Regions from separate parts of the Zea mays genome. Here all the other regions are linked to region 3. Evidence: chromatin contacts called from public Hi-C data. All regions are on one chromosome and are shown on one strand. Each heading gives the region's core, a stretch centred on a gene start, on an enhancer-like site or on the middle of the called end of the contact. The rest is flanking DNA. Distances are from core to core; before and after follow the strand shown. Region 1 has its middle 12 kb from the start of LOC100275522. Region 2 holds the start of LOC100278900. Region 3 has its middle 39 kb from the start of LOC100274910.

Region 1 (3,634 bases), core at 246-2,745, 220 kb after region 3:
AAAATTATAGAATATGAGGTGGTTGGTATAGAGTAGATATTTAGGGTGAATATGAACGCGGAGTATTATAGGATAGAGTAGAGAATCTCGCTGACCAGGATAAAATATTCCTTTTATAGTAGAAATTTAGGGTTCCACGAGTGCGGATAGCCTTAGATATCGGTGGCGACCGGTTTACGGTGGGGGCAGGTAAGGCTATCCGCACTCGTGGAACCCTAAATTTCTACTCTAAAAGGAATATTTCATCCTGGTCAGCGAGATTCTCTACTCTATCTTATAATACTCCGCGTTCATATTCACCCTAAATATCTATCCTATACCAACTACCCCATATTCTATCATTTTTTCCCACACTTTTTTATCCCCACCCTATTATCCAGCGACAGACGCCTGCTGCTGCTGCCGTATAGCGTGGAAGCCTGCTGCTGCAGAACTCCAGATTTGGCGTTTCAGTTGCCCTACTCGAAGATAGCGTAACATATCGAGTTGTCGCTGCAGCCCATTTCGCAACTGGAACCGTATAGCGTATGCCTTGCCGTTCTCGACTGCGGCTAGCCTAAACCCTGACGAAGAGACGCTGACAAGCACCATGCTCCCTCGGCGCGAGCCTGCATCCCGCACAGCGCAAGGGCCGGCGTGAGGCGCGCCGAAAAGCTATCGTATCGCCGCAGAATCCGTGCAGTCCTCGGCCAGACTCTGCAGCTCCGCTAGAAAAAAGGCCTTTGCCACAGTTTATTTTTTAAAAAAAGTCACGTCGCGTGGGCAGTGGGTCCTCCTTCGCAACACGAGATGATCGCAGTGCGGAGGCCAGGCCTGCAGTTGCACTGGGCTCCCGTCTGTCTGTCTGTCTGTCTCCGAGGCCTGCAGTTGCACTGTGCGTCGTGGGCCTCGTTCTGACGACACCAATCCGTCCACAAAAAAGTGTGACGAGAAAAGAGGCGCCGTCCCGTACCGTAATGAAATGAAATGAAATCGAGCCGCGGCAGCGCATGCACACCACGTCGCAGGCCTGCTTCCCCTCCCGCGTGCCGCGCCTGACCTGACCTGACCCAGCAGCCTTTTCGTCTCCGCGATCGAGATCCGGGGCTGATATTGGTACAGTTCCTGTCGGCGACGACCCATCATCAACGCTCGCTTCAAAAGCGGTGCAGCTGCCTGCGGAAACCGATCTTTACAGCCTGGGTGCATCAGCGTGTCTTGGGCAGAGGCTCGTACTGTACTTGTTTATTTTGTCGCCGCATGAGCGAGCGTGTCCGATAGTTTTTCATCTTTTTTTTTACCGTGGGGAAAACTGCTACTCCTCCATTGGAATGAAGGGTGCGGGGACGTACTAGGGGCCGTGCAGTTTCCGTCTCTTTTTTTTTCTGACGCACGATAAATCCGTGAACCGTGAAGGCGATCGATCCGTCTTTTCGATCCTGGCAGGGCCGGGCTCGCATGACGCCAAGCGGTCGGCCTGTCCGTCCGTCCACGCACGCAACCGCAACCAGAGTCCGAACCAATCCCGAGCGGCGTGGCGCTCTGTAGTCTGTACTGCACGGGCTGGCACTGCGGCCGCGCGGCGTTGTCCCGTCCCGTCGCCATCACCAATCCCAGAACCCGTCTCCTTCCTCCTTGGCAGCGTCGCCGAGGGTGACGGACTGGCGGCGGCCGGCGCACGAGAGGATGGGCGGCAACCCAGGTAGGTGGCTGGTCGCGTGGCTCCCCCACCGGCCACGTCGCGGCCTTGCTGCCGACTGCCGCGCTCCCTCTCGTACCCGATCCCCGCCGCACACCCGTCACGTGACCGCGGCCCGTGGTCCACCACCGCGCCAGCCGAGAAAGCTTTGGCGCGCCCGACCGCGCCAGCCGGCCGCGGCTGTCGTAGCGCCCGTGGGCTGCCTGCCTGCCTGTGCCTGCCCAGCGGCCCGCGTACCTGACAGTGGGGGCGCGCGGTACGTGCCAGGGATTTCCTTTTCGGCGCCAGACGAGACGGTCGTAGCAGCAGCGAGCTGGACAGCGCCGTTTGTGGCTGCTTGCGCTGGCAAGGCGCGCCGAACCGGGGGTCCGTACGCGACGGGGCGCGGGGGTGATCACTCGTACTAGAGTGACTACCAGCCTTGCCGACACTGCGGGTTTGTCGTCGTGCGGCAGACGACCTTGGGCTGTGCCTGACGTCTCGCGGATATGGGGATGGCATGATCCGGATCCTGGGAAGGATGGATGCCGACCGTCTCGTGCGTACGGTTCGAAAGATCAGTTTCTGGTGCGGCCCCACCCCCTTTGCTTATCCTCTGCCTGCCGCATCTCATCGGAAGGAACGGTCCTCGAAAGATAAGCCGATGTGATGATACTCCTCTGCCATGCCAAGGAGGTCGACATGCTGTTCTACTCGTGGTTGGCTTCAGGATCCTTCCGAGAATGATTTCCTGGCACTGGCTGTCCCCGCAATAGATTATAGATGAGCTGTATAGTCCTATCTATTCCCCGCCGCTACGGGCATGGGAAATTAGCTGGAAAAAAGGGCTGCGCAATCTCCGCCGGAACACTCCCGTTCGCCCGCTAATGATTGGCAACAGCTCAGACAAGAACCGAACAAACGACCGAATCATCACTGACCCACCGGCCGTTCGATCACCTCCCATCCCACCGGGCCACCACCATGGCTCCAGCAGCTGCCAGTCTGGTAGAGTAGTAGTACTAGACTTTGTTTAATGCAATGCAAGTCAAAGGACCATGAGCCAGCCGGCCAGTCCCCAGCCGGTCCGTAAAAGCGAAGGCCGGCCGGGTCACGAGATGTCCTCATGCTCACGGATCGCGCATCCAAGTGCGGCCGCCTACGCCCAAACAAGTTGAGCTACCGACCCGGCCGACAGCCCAACATTCGACTGCGAGCTAGCAAGCGAGACACATCAACTGGCGCTGCCACTGGCAGGGTAGTAGTACACGTTGAGGTGGACCGCCGTCCTTCTCGTGTGCCGCTCGCCGCACCGGCGCACCCTCTCCTCTCCCGAGTCCCTGGTTTTTAAAAATAGCGGAAGGATAAGCTAGTCACTGTGTATTAAAAAAAAGCTATAACCTGGTTTTTTAGAAACCAGGGTCCAACACACTCTCAACCAGCTTTGTTTTATAAACCAACTTCTAGAGACCGGAGATATAAACTGATTTATACGAGATGTTTCATAAGATTTTACAACATAAAAGTAAAATTGAAACGAACAATCTTTAAATGGTTCTAGGGTAAGGATTAATCAAACAAGCTACGACGTCAGCGAGCACCGAAATCGTAGAGACAGCGCCTGTAAACACTGCTTGCCCCCAAATACGATTTGGTTCGGCGACACGGGCCACACGGCAACAGACTTGTTCGAACCGTAATTGAGCACTGGCGGACGGTCCGGCCCTGAGGCCGGACAGTCCGCGGTCCGGACAGTCCGCGCCTGGGGGCCGGACAGTCCGCGGTCCGGACAGTCCGCGCCTGGGGGCCGGACGGTCCGCGCCTGGGGGCCGGACGGCCCTGTGGCCAACTTCAAAGTGGACAGGAACAACAAGGTCGTCCGACATCGGGCGACGGATCCGGCTTCGCTCCAACCCACGCCAGATATCCCCAATGTAAGTAATACCAACAATCTGCAATCTCTTAGAAATTATGTAG
Region 2 (4,134 bases), core at 636-3,135, 160 kb before region 3:
GTAGCTACTAGTACTAGCTAGCTAACAGCTGCTCTCTGGCAGCTGGCACCAGTACCTAAGCGTAGAACTCCGATCGATCAAGGCCAGCCAGCCTACAGGCGTGGCACTGAAACTTCACATCGTTCTGTCCACGATTGCTCCCGTGCAAGAAGACAGCGGCCGCAGTTGAGTGACGCTCAATTTAAGAGCACCGTCCAAAGCACGCGGTGTTCCTTGTACATGTGAGCAACAGTCGCCCGAGTAACATGCAAGCAGACACAAGCGCGCTAGAGACCACAACAACATGATGGTTGATGGATCCCGCGCGCGCGCCTGCTCTGAGAGGAGGATGAGAACGAACCAACGAACAAACAAACAAACAGAACCGGGTCGCCAGAAAGGGTTCTTTTCTTCCGAAGATGCAAATGATGGCCTCTTCTTTGTAGGAACCCCAAACTCCACTGAACTCAAGGCCCACGCCCACACCCGCCGTGGCCACCGATCGAGTCCACAACCACAATACAGCTTGCATTAACACCAATCTACTTCTGTTTCAGATCGAGCGTCAATGTCTGTGTGGCAGCTCATCAGCTACTGGCTCTCCAAAGGAAGCTTTTGGAGCCAGTGACCAGATCCACTCGTCAATAAAATATTTCCAGAATGTCGTCGTGAATACTGTGTAAAGGCTCGTCCTAGCAGTGTGGTTCAAAAGCATGAGGCAAGAGTTTTTTATACAAATAAAAACTATATATGTAGGAGTACTAACAAAGTAATTATTGGCTAAAGACTTGTCCCAGTGAAATAAGTATGCGTAATATACTGGTCCGCACACACGTATTTTAGTTAGTGTTTGGTTTCAGAGTATAGTGAGATGAGTCGCTCCGCTTCTAATTTATTGATGTTTGAATTAGTTCTATGGAGAACAAAAAGTGATCTTGAAAAGTTATATTCAAATCCTAAACCATCATGCTCCCTCAAATCTTTCGGACGGAGCCACTCCTATTAATGAGCTGCTCCATCGTCCCAACCGTTCCAACACTACCTTAACCATTGACGATACGTAACCGCTCTAGAGCTAGACAGACACAGAACGTACGATCGATAGCACCATGTGCGAAAGCTTCATCTTGGATTCATGCTGCAGTGGACAATAATGTCAACTGAGCTAAAACACCCACCCAGTGGTGGTGGATAACCTGAGCTCATGCAAATATATGGCTACTACAAGTGAAAGTATCTCCCGGCGGAACATGTACAAATTGAATCAAACAACGCAGAAAGACACACTTTTTTTCATAATGCGAGATGCACAAGAGATCGAGCTAGCCACCGTGGTTCTGCTCACCGATCTTCAGCGTTGCATACTGTTGCAGCAGCTTTGTAAGATGACGATACTTTTGAACTAATTCAACCAAAACACATAGCGACGCGCGCACACACACACTCTCTCTTCTAATTAAGCAGTGGTTACCACGGGCACGGGGTAGGCCAGGCCAGGCCAGGGTGCTTGGATTTCGACCCTACCTGTTGTGGAGAGCGTCGGGACAGCTTGGAATCTGGCGCTTGTCGTCTCCGATCCAGGCGGTGGAACGCGGTGCTGAGCGGCCGGCGGCGGCGCCTGCTTGAGGTCTCGGGCGGTAGCCCACGACGACGGGCATCCCCCCTGCGGCGGCCACGCTGCTTGTTGCTGCTGGACGCCGCGGCAATGGAACCGCGGCCGCTAATAATTTAGTGTCGTCGCCGTGGAGGCATGATGCCCACGCCAGGACCAGGCACATGACGATGGGTGCCACAGGGTATCTTCTCTGCGGTCTCTTATTCGTCGCTTGCATCGACGTTTGTGCTAGCTCTTTCTCAGCCAGCTCTGCAAGGGAGAGACAGAGACAGAGAGAGGAGCAGGAGGAAGGAGGAAGAAGGAAGAAGGATTAGCTGCAAAACAGCTGCGCCTGCACGCCGCTGATGGCCATTCCGTTTCTCCGCACCGATACAAAATAATGTGCGCGGGCAGCGGGAATCAAGGAGTAATGCCGCCTCAAGCTAGCGCTCCAAGAGGACTTGCTCGGTAGTATCATATACTAGTACAGGCTACTAGTATGAGAAAGTGACGACGTGGTGTCGTCTGTTTCTTTCTTTCTTTCTCTCTCTTTCAGAGGGCGTACCGGCCTGCTGATCCTGGTCACGCCCAACTAGAAAACACGCTTGTAAATTAAGTTCCTACACAGTTAAGTATCTGGTTATATAGGTCAATGCATGCCTGACTGCGTCTTAACAAGATACAGGAACCATCCACCAGTCCAGATCTCCAGGACCACCTCGATCTTCTGGTGCAACGACGACTCCTCCTTTCTCCAAATGTAATTATAAATAATACTACCTCCGTTTCGTTTTAGTTGTCGCTGGATAGTGCAAAATCGAACTATCAGAAACGGAGAGAGTACTACTTACTGTCTTCCTCTTCCTCTGTTCCTAATAAATAAACCAATTCCTAAAGTTGTCTTAACCAAAAATAATAATAATAAACGAATATTTGATACCAAATAAGTACAATATCAAAATATAGTTTGTGGTGTTTTCAATGGTACTAGCTAATTTGGTACCATAAGATAACTTAAATAACTTTAGTAATTGACTTATTTAGGTCCCGTTCCAAACCTCTAGAACTAATTATTAGTTACCTAATAAGTTGTTAGCGGATTTTAGTTGGGTTGGAACAGCTAGCAACTAATAGCTATTTGAGATATATAACTACCAATTAGCTGATTCGTTAGCTCACTCATTCTAAGCTGAACTAATAGGTTTGGAACAGGACCTTAGTAACTAAGAGAGAACCTTATCAGTGGAAGGTTTCATGTTTTAGTTTCTAAAGCTTTATGCATTGCAAACAATGTCGGTACGTAGTGGCGTAGATAGGGTGGCTAGCGGGCCTAACAAAAAAGAAAAATTGTTTTGTAGTTTATATCTATGGCTAAAATAAAAGAGTTAGCTCATAAAAAGTTAATATTTACTATATATTTAGTGTATATATGTGTTAATTGTTATGACTAGTGACTATTGCATATTGTATATATACATATATTCTATTTATTCACATTATAACTATAGTTACATGTCTTGGCCCCTCTAAATAAAAATCATGACTACGTCTCTGAATTTAGGTGAGTTTTAATCCTATAAAACTCATTTTCATCCCATGAAACTTCATTATCTCTCTCTCCTCACATATCCTATACCGTACCATGTCAACCTATTTAATGACATAAAACTGTTATGAAACGAGACCGGTTTTATTGTCCTTCCAGCATTAGTTCAATGCTCCTTCTACTCTCAATTAAGTAACAATGTTTTTTTTAATTTGACTGTGTATGAACTACAACATCTTAAATACAAGATATACGGACAGATTTATAACCACATAATAAGGAATCTAGCTGAATACTCGTTTATTCCTTACCAACTAGCATTATTTTGATTGTCAACTTGCTTAATTATCTAGGAAGGAATAGTTCGAAAAGGCATGTCATTGCTTTGACTACCGATTATAAAAGACATTTGTGCAAAGGCATACATTGATGGTTTAAAAGATGTGCACATGTTGATAGAGTCGAACTATCCAGATACTTCGACCTTTAATTTGACACAGATGGGCACATATGACAGGAAGTATCTAATTTAGGATGATGTTAAAATCTTAGATATAGCTTATATTTAAGAACACAAGAAGTATATCATCTAGCATCATTTCCTATCGTTCCACCAATGTCATGTGTTACCCTTTTGCTTCCGAAAAAAGCTAAAATTATGCAGAAATGAGGATTTGAATTGTGGTTATTGACTCCAAACCTACATTCGCATTCACCTAGCCAACAAACACACGTCTTTATATTTTATACTCTACACTCAATGATACATGGAAATTGTAGCAATGTAAGAGCATTTTGACCATAAATTACTTTTTATATATGTCAAGCTTGAATGTTAAATTCCCTTGGAAAGCAGTTTCGTAAGTGTACTACTATTTATTTTCGCAAACTAAACTTAGCTGAGATGTTTAGATTTTCCTTTTTTAAAAAAAAAAACCTGACGCGGATGCTGACTATCCAGCGGATCCATTGGTCCAATCTTGTCGTTCGTACCTAGGTGTACGACGTAGGACGG
Region 3 (3,622 bases), core at 521-3,020:
CGCGACGCGACCGCGATTGAGGGCGGATAGACCGCACTCGTTCGTGTCGTACAAAGGGAATGGAATCCGGGAACAGCCAAAAGGTGTAGCTGCTCCTAACGTCGGAGCTACATAAGAGAGCTGCGTGCTAGGTTCGGCCGTGGCAACGGTAACCTCAGAGGAACTGCATTGTAATAGGAAACGGACTTTGTTTGTTTATTGACGTGTAGCTTATGAGATTGGATAGTGCTTTCGAGGAACGAATCCACCCAAACGGAGAGAGCATAGTGGTGCGAGCGGTTACGAGGGTCTAAAAACTGCGAACCAAACAGCATTCTATTTAACTAAGGCCATGTCTCAGTTGCCCCGTCGCTCCTTTACTACTATTCTTTCTTTTTTTTTTCTTTGAGGAAGTGACGTTTAATTAGGTGAATGAATGGCACTTTTATTCCAGCACCAGCAGCGTGACGGTGAAGCATACGACGTCAACATCCATCCACTCTCTTCGGTCATGACGCGGCCGCGTGAGGCTGCTACCTAGACACTTTTATTACGCAGAGCTGAACTCGGCCTAGCGTGCCCGCACGCATGAGTCCGGACAATACGAGCAGTCGCAATGTTCGCCTCCTTCCCCTCTTAGGGCATGTACAGTGATGTTTAATGTGGGGGCTCTTAAGGTGTTTTAGGGGGTTATTTGCAAAAAAATCTTAGAGCCGTCTCTCCGTGAAGAGACGCCTCTGGCTCGTAAACCAAGTAACAACAGACGCCTCACTTCCCACTGTACGAATTTGTCGTCTGTTCTATCGATCTGATGCTATACAAATACATTTAATTCTGTATTTATTAATAGACTACGTTTATAGACACTCCATTGTACAATAGAGTCTCTTAGTTGTCTCCTGTGCTTGGAGAACCCTTTTGGTGTCTCTCCACTGTACATGCCCTTACCCGACCGACCCAGTCCATCCGGCTTAATTACCGTTTACGAGGTGTTGACTATAGTTAATGAACCAATATGATACTTAGCGTGCGTTATGACCACTGGATGCAAATACCCCTGCTGCATGAGCAATTGTGCCACCGGTACAGGTGGGCGAATGCCATGCGCCCATGCCACGGCTCACCTGCTGTGATACTTGACTTGGCTGCCCGCTTCTCTTTTTTTTTTCAGGGTGCTGTAAGGGCATTTCCAAACAAGAGGCTGGGCAAGTTGCCTTCCGACGGCCCGCCGCGCATCCTACTACTACATAGTCCCCGGCTACCATGGGCCCGGCCGGCCCTCCCCTCAGTTGGGCTGTGACCTGGATGGCCTAGCCATTCAGCGCTATCGGCCTATTGGATGATGCTGGATCCAACATCTGAGCTAGTGGGCTAATAGGACAACTGCGCTATCGGCCTGCTTCCACTGCTACTGAGATTTCACTGGCACGGCCATGGGCAAATGGGGATTGGGGAATGGCACGCACGGAAGACAGCCACGCAGCACAGGCGTTCGTTTTCGTGCACCCAGCCACCCATGACCCATACAGGTGTTTCTTTAGTTATCCCATGGATCGATCGTATAGATAGATATATGCTTTTGCGAGCGAACGGAATCCGTTTTTGGCTCGTGCGTGGTACAGGCGAGCAACAGGTAGCGTGTAGTAAGCAGCACAGCACCACGCCCATGGGCCATGGGTCATGGCCACGACTCCGTCAGATTCTGCACCGTACAGGCGGCACTGCACTGCACGGCATCAACAGGTACTACAGGATAATGCCGGTCCTCGGCTCGCGCGTCCGGTCGCAGAGCAGCAGGGCGGTCCCGTCGCTCCGTCTGCATGCGCAGCCACGGCTATGGCGGATGGCCGCACGCGCTGTCAGTGAGTGGTCCCCCAATCCACCACAGCAAAAGATACGGGCGGGCCCTCCTCCTCCTTCAACAGGGGTTAACCTCTCGTCTCGCTCTCGCTCTCGCATCGCATGTGACGATGTGAAGAGGGGCGCCGTGGCCCGTGGGAAATAGACCAAACCCAGCCGGCCAAAGCCGCTCCCATGTCGCCCCGTGTCTACTAACGTGAAGGAGAGGGCCCATGCCGCGGTGACGCGCCTATACCAGTTTTACCACGTCCGCATGGATCTACGCGTTCGGTGTAGCCGTATATAGAATGACGATGACCCCGAAAGCGACCGCTCGTGCTATATATCTCATTTGCATACGCATCGTCTGTACTCTGTACCTGTACGTGTGCTATTATTTGCGAGCTCACCCCGCCACGTATAGCCGCCGATAAGATAAGATGCATCATCAAAAAAAAAAAGTCGGGGAGCGCACGCAGGAAACAGAAAACCGTCTATAATCACAGTGCCTGAATGAATCAAATGACAAATAAAGTAGTCAAAATGAGAGTAGGAATTCGTTAATTCTACTATCGATAGGCATTTGTGCATCACTACATGGAAACCGACGTCAAGGAGGTCAGCTCGGCTAACTCTAATGGGGCACCTCTAAATAGATACCGAAACTTAAAATAGATACTCACCGATCGCTGCCGATATTTACACCTCTCCAGCTAGAGTGACACAAATTAAAGGAGATACCCATTTGAGATGCAAGGGGAAGGAAACCTAAATATATATGGGTTTTCTCTCTCGGGGACCTATTACGTGTGGTTTGAGTAAAAGAAGAGAGAAAAAGCGGATCTAAGTTGGTAGGATGAGAAGAGGAAACAAAAAATATGATATGTTATCGATGTGAGTGTTGGGATGGGTAATAATGTTGCTGGAGATAATGACAGATAAATAGAAGAAGCATTGCGTTTTTTTGGTTGGGTAGGTAAATGGTGAAATGGGTCTCTATAAATAGATAATATTGTTGGAGTTACACTTAGCCAGGTAGGTGGATGAGGTCACCGAAACGTTTTGTAACACGCCTTGAATAGTTCTATATATACCTGTATCTGTAAGATCAATGCAGTAATTAATTACTAGAGCTAATATTTAGACTTAGGGGGTGCTTTAGCTTTGGTTACAGTAGTCAAGTTTGATTATTTTTTCCTTGATGTTGTTTGTATATTTGCTTTAAAATAGGACAATTAGGATTTATGGGCTAGGCTCAATTGAGAAATTCAAATAAATCCCAGAAAAATCTTAAAAGCCCATATAAGTGTATGGCTAGGGAATGGTGGAACCAATAGCACCATATTGCTAGTTCTAGTGGAGTAGAGCTAGTTAACATGCGCGTGAATGGTTCGCCAAATCCGGCCCCTCGCCTTACAGGGGCGTGGCTTTCTTTTGCCATTTGAATTTTTGGTTACTTGGCTGTTAAGTTTAGAATCCTAACCGATCGCTATAAAATCTAAACTAAACGCGAGATTTTCGCGGGCACGTAAGATCGAAGGTAGCTATCTGGTCACGGACTCGGCCCTATAAAAGGCGCCTGGCAGCCAGCATCCAAATCATCCCAGTTTTCGTTTTCGCCTCTCTTCACAGCTGAGCCGCCTTCAGTTCTCTTCATCTCGACCGCAGACATGTATCTGCGATCAGGAGAGCAGGTCTCCGGAACCCTTCGCCCTCGAGATCCTGCACTGGGAGAGGGTGAATAAGGTTTTTGGGAAGCGTCCGCACGCGACTGCTCGTGATCTTCTGACCTCGTCGACCCTGC

The links. Hi-C and Micro-C count contacts between places; a contact is called where the count stands out from the background.
Region 1: a Hi-C map of ear shows a contact between it and region 3, with 2.6 times the contacts expected there. The contact joins two enhancer-like sites. A contact is called at or near these places in 5 of 25 Hi-C or Micro-C datasets (bundle sheath, ear, endosperm and 2 more).
Region 2: a contact with region 3 is called in a Hi-C map of ear, with 2.2 times the contacts expected there. The contact joins the promoter of LOC100278900 here to the enhancer-like site in region 3. A contact is called at or near these places in 2 of 25 Hi-C or Micro-C datasets (ear and leaf).

Annotation. Positions count from the first base shown.
Region 1 is chr3:22,742,207-22,745,840 of Zm-B73-REFERENCE-NAM-5.0, reverse strand. No RefSeq gene overlaps it. Among protein-coding and RNA genes, the nearest start is that of LOC100275522, 12 kb to the right of the region's middle. Within about 2 kb of position 1,495, at least 19 of the 20 cell types and tissues checked have an H3K27ac peak or open chromatin away from gene starts, as enhancers often do. A contact at or near this core is called in bundle sheath, ear, endosperm and 2 more, where this site is marked.
Region 2 is chr3:23,119,454-23,123,587 of Zm-B73-REFERENCE-NAM-5.0, reverse strand. LOC100278900 reads right to left here and starts at 1,885. Exons shown (of 1, transcript NM_001152027.1): 1 at 1,208-1,885. The coding sequence starts at 1,811. The coding sequence ends at 1,500.
Region 3 is chr3:22,960,294-22,963,915 of Zm-B73-REFERENCE-NAM-5.0, reverse strand. No RefSeq gene overlaps it. Among protein-coding and RNA genes, the nearest start is that of LOC100274910, 39 kb to the left of the region's middle. Within about 2 kb of position 1,770, at least 20 of the 20 cell types and tissues checked have an H3K27ac peak or open chromatin away from gene starts, as enhancers often do. A contact at or near this core is called in bundle sheath, ear, endosperm and 2 more, where this site is marked.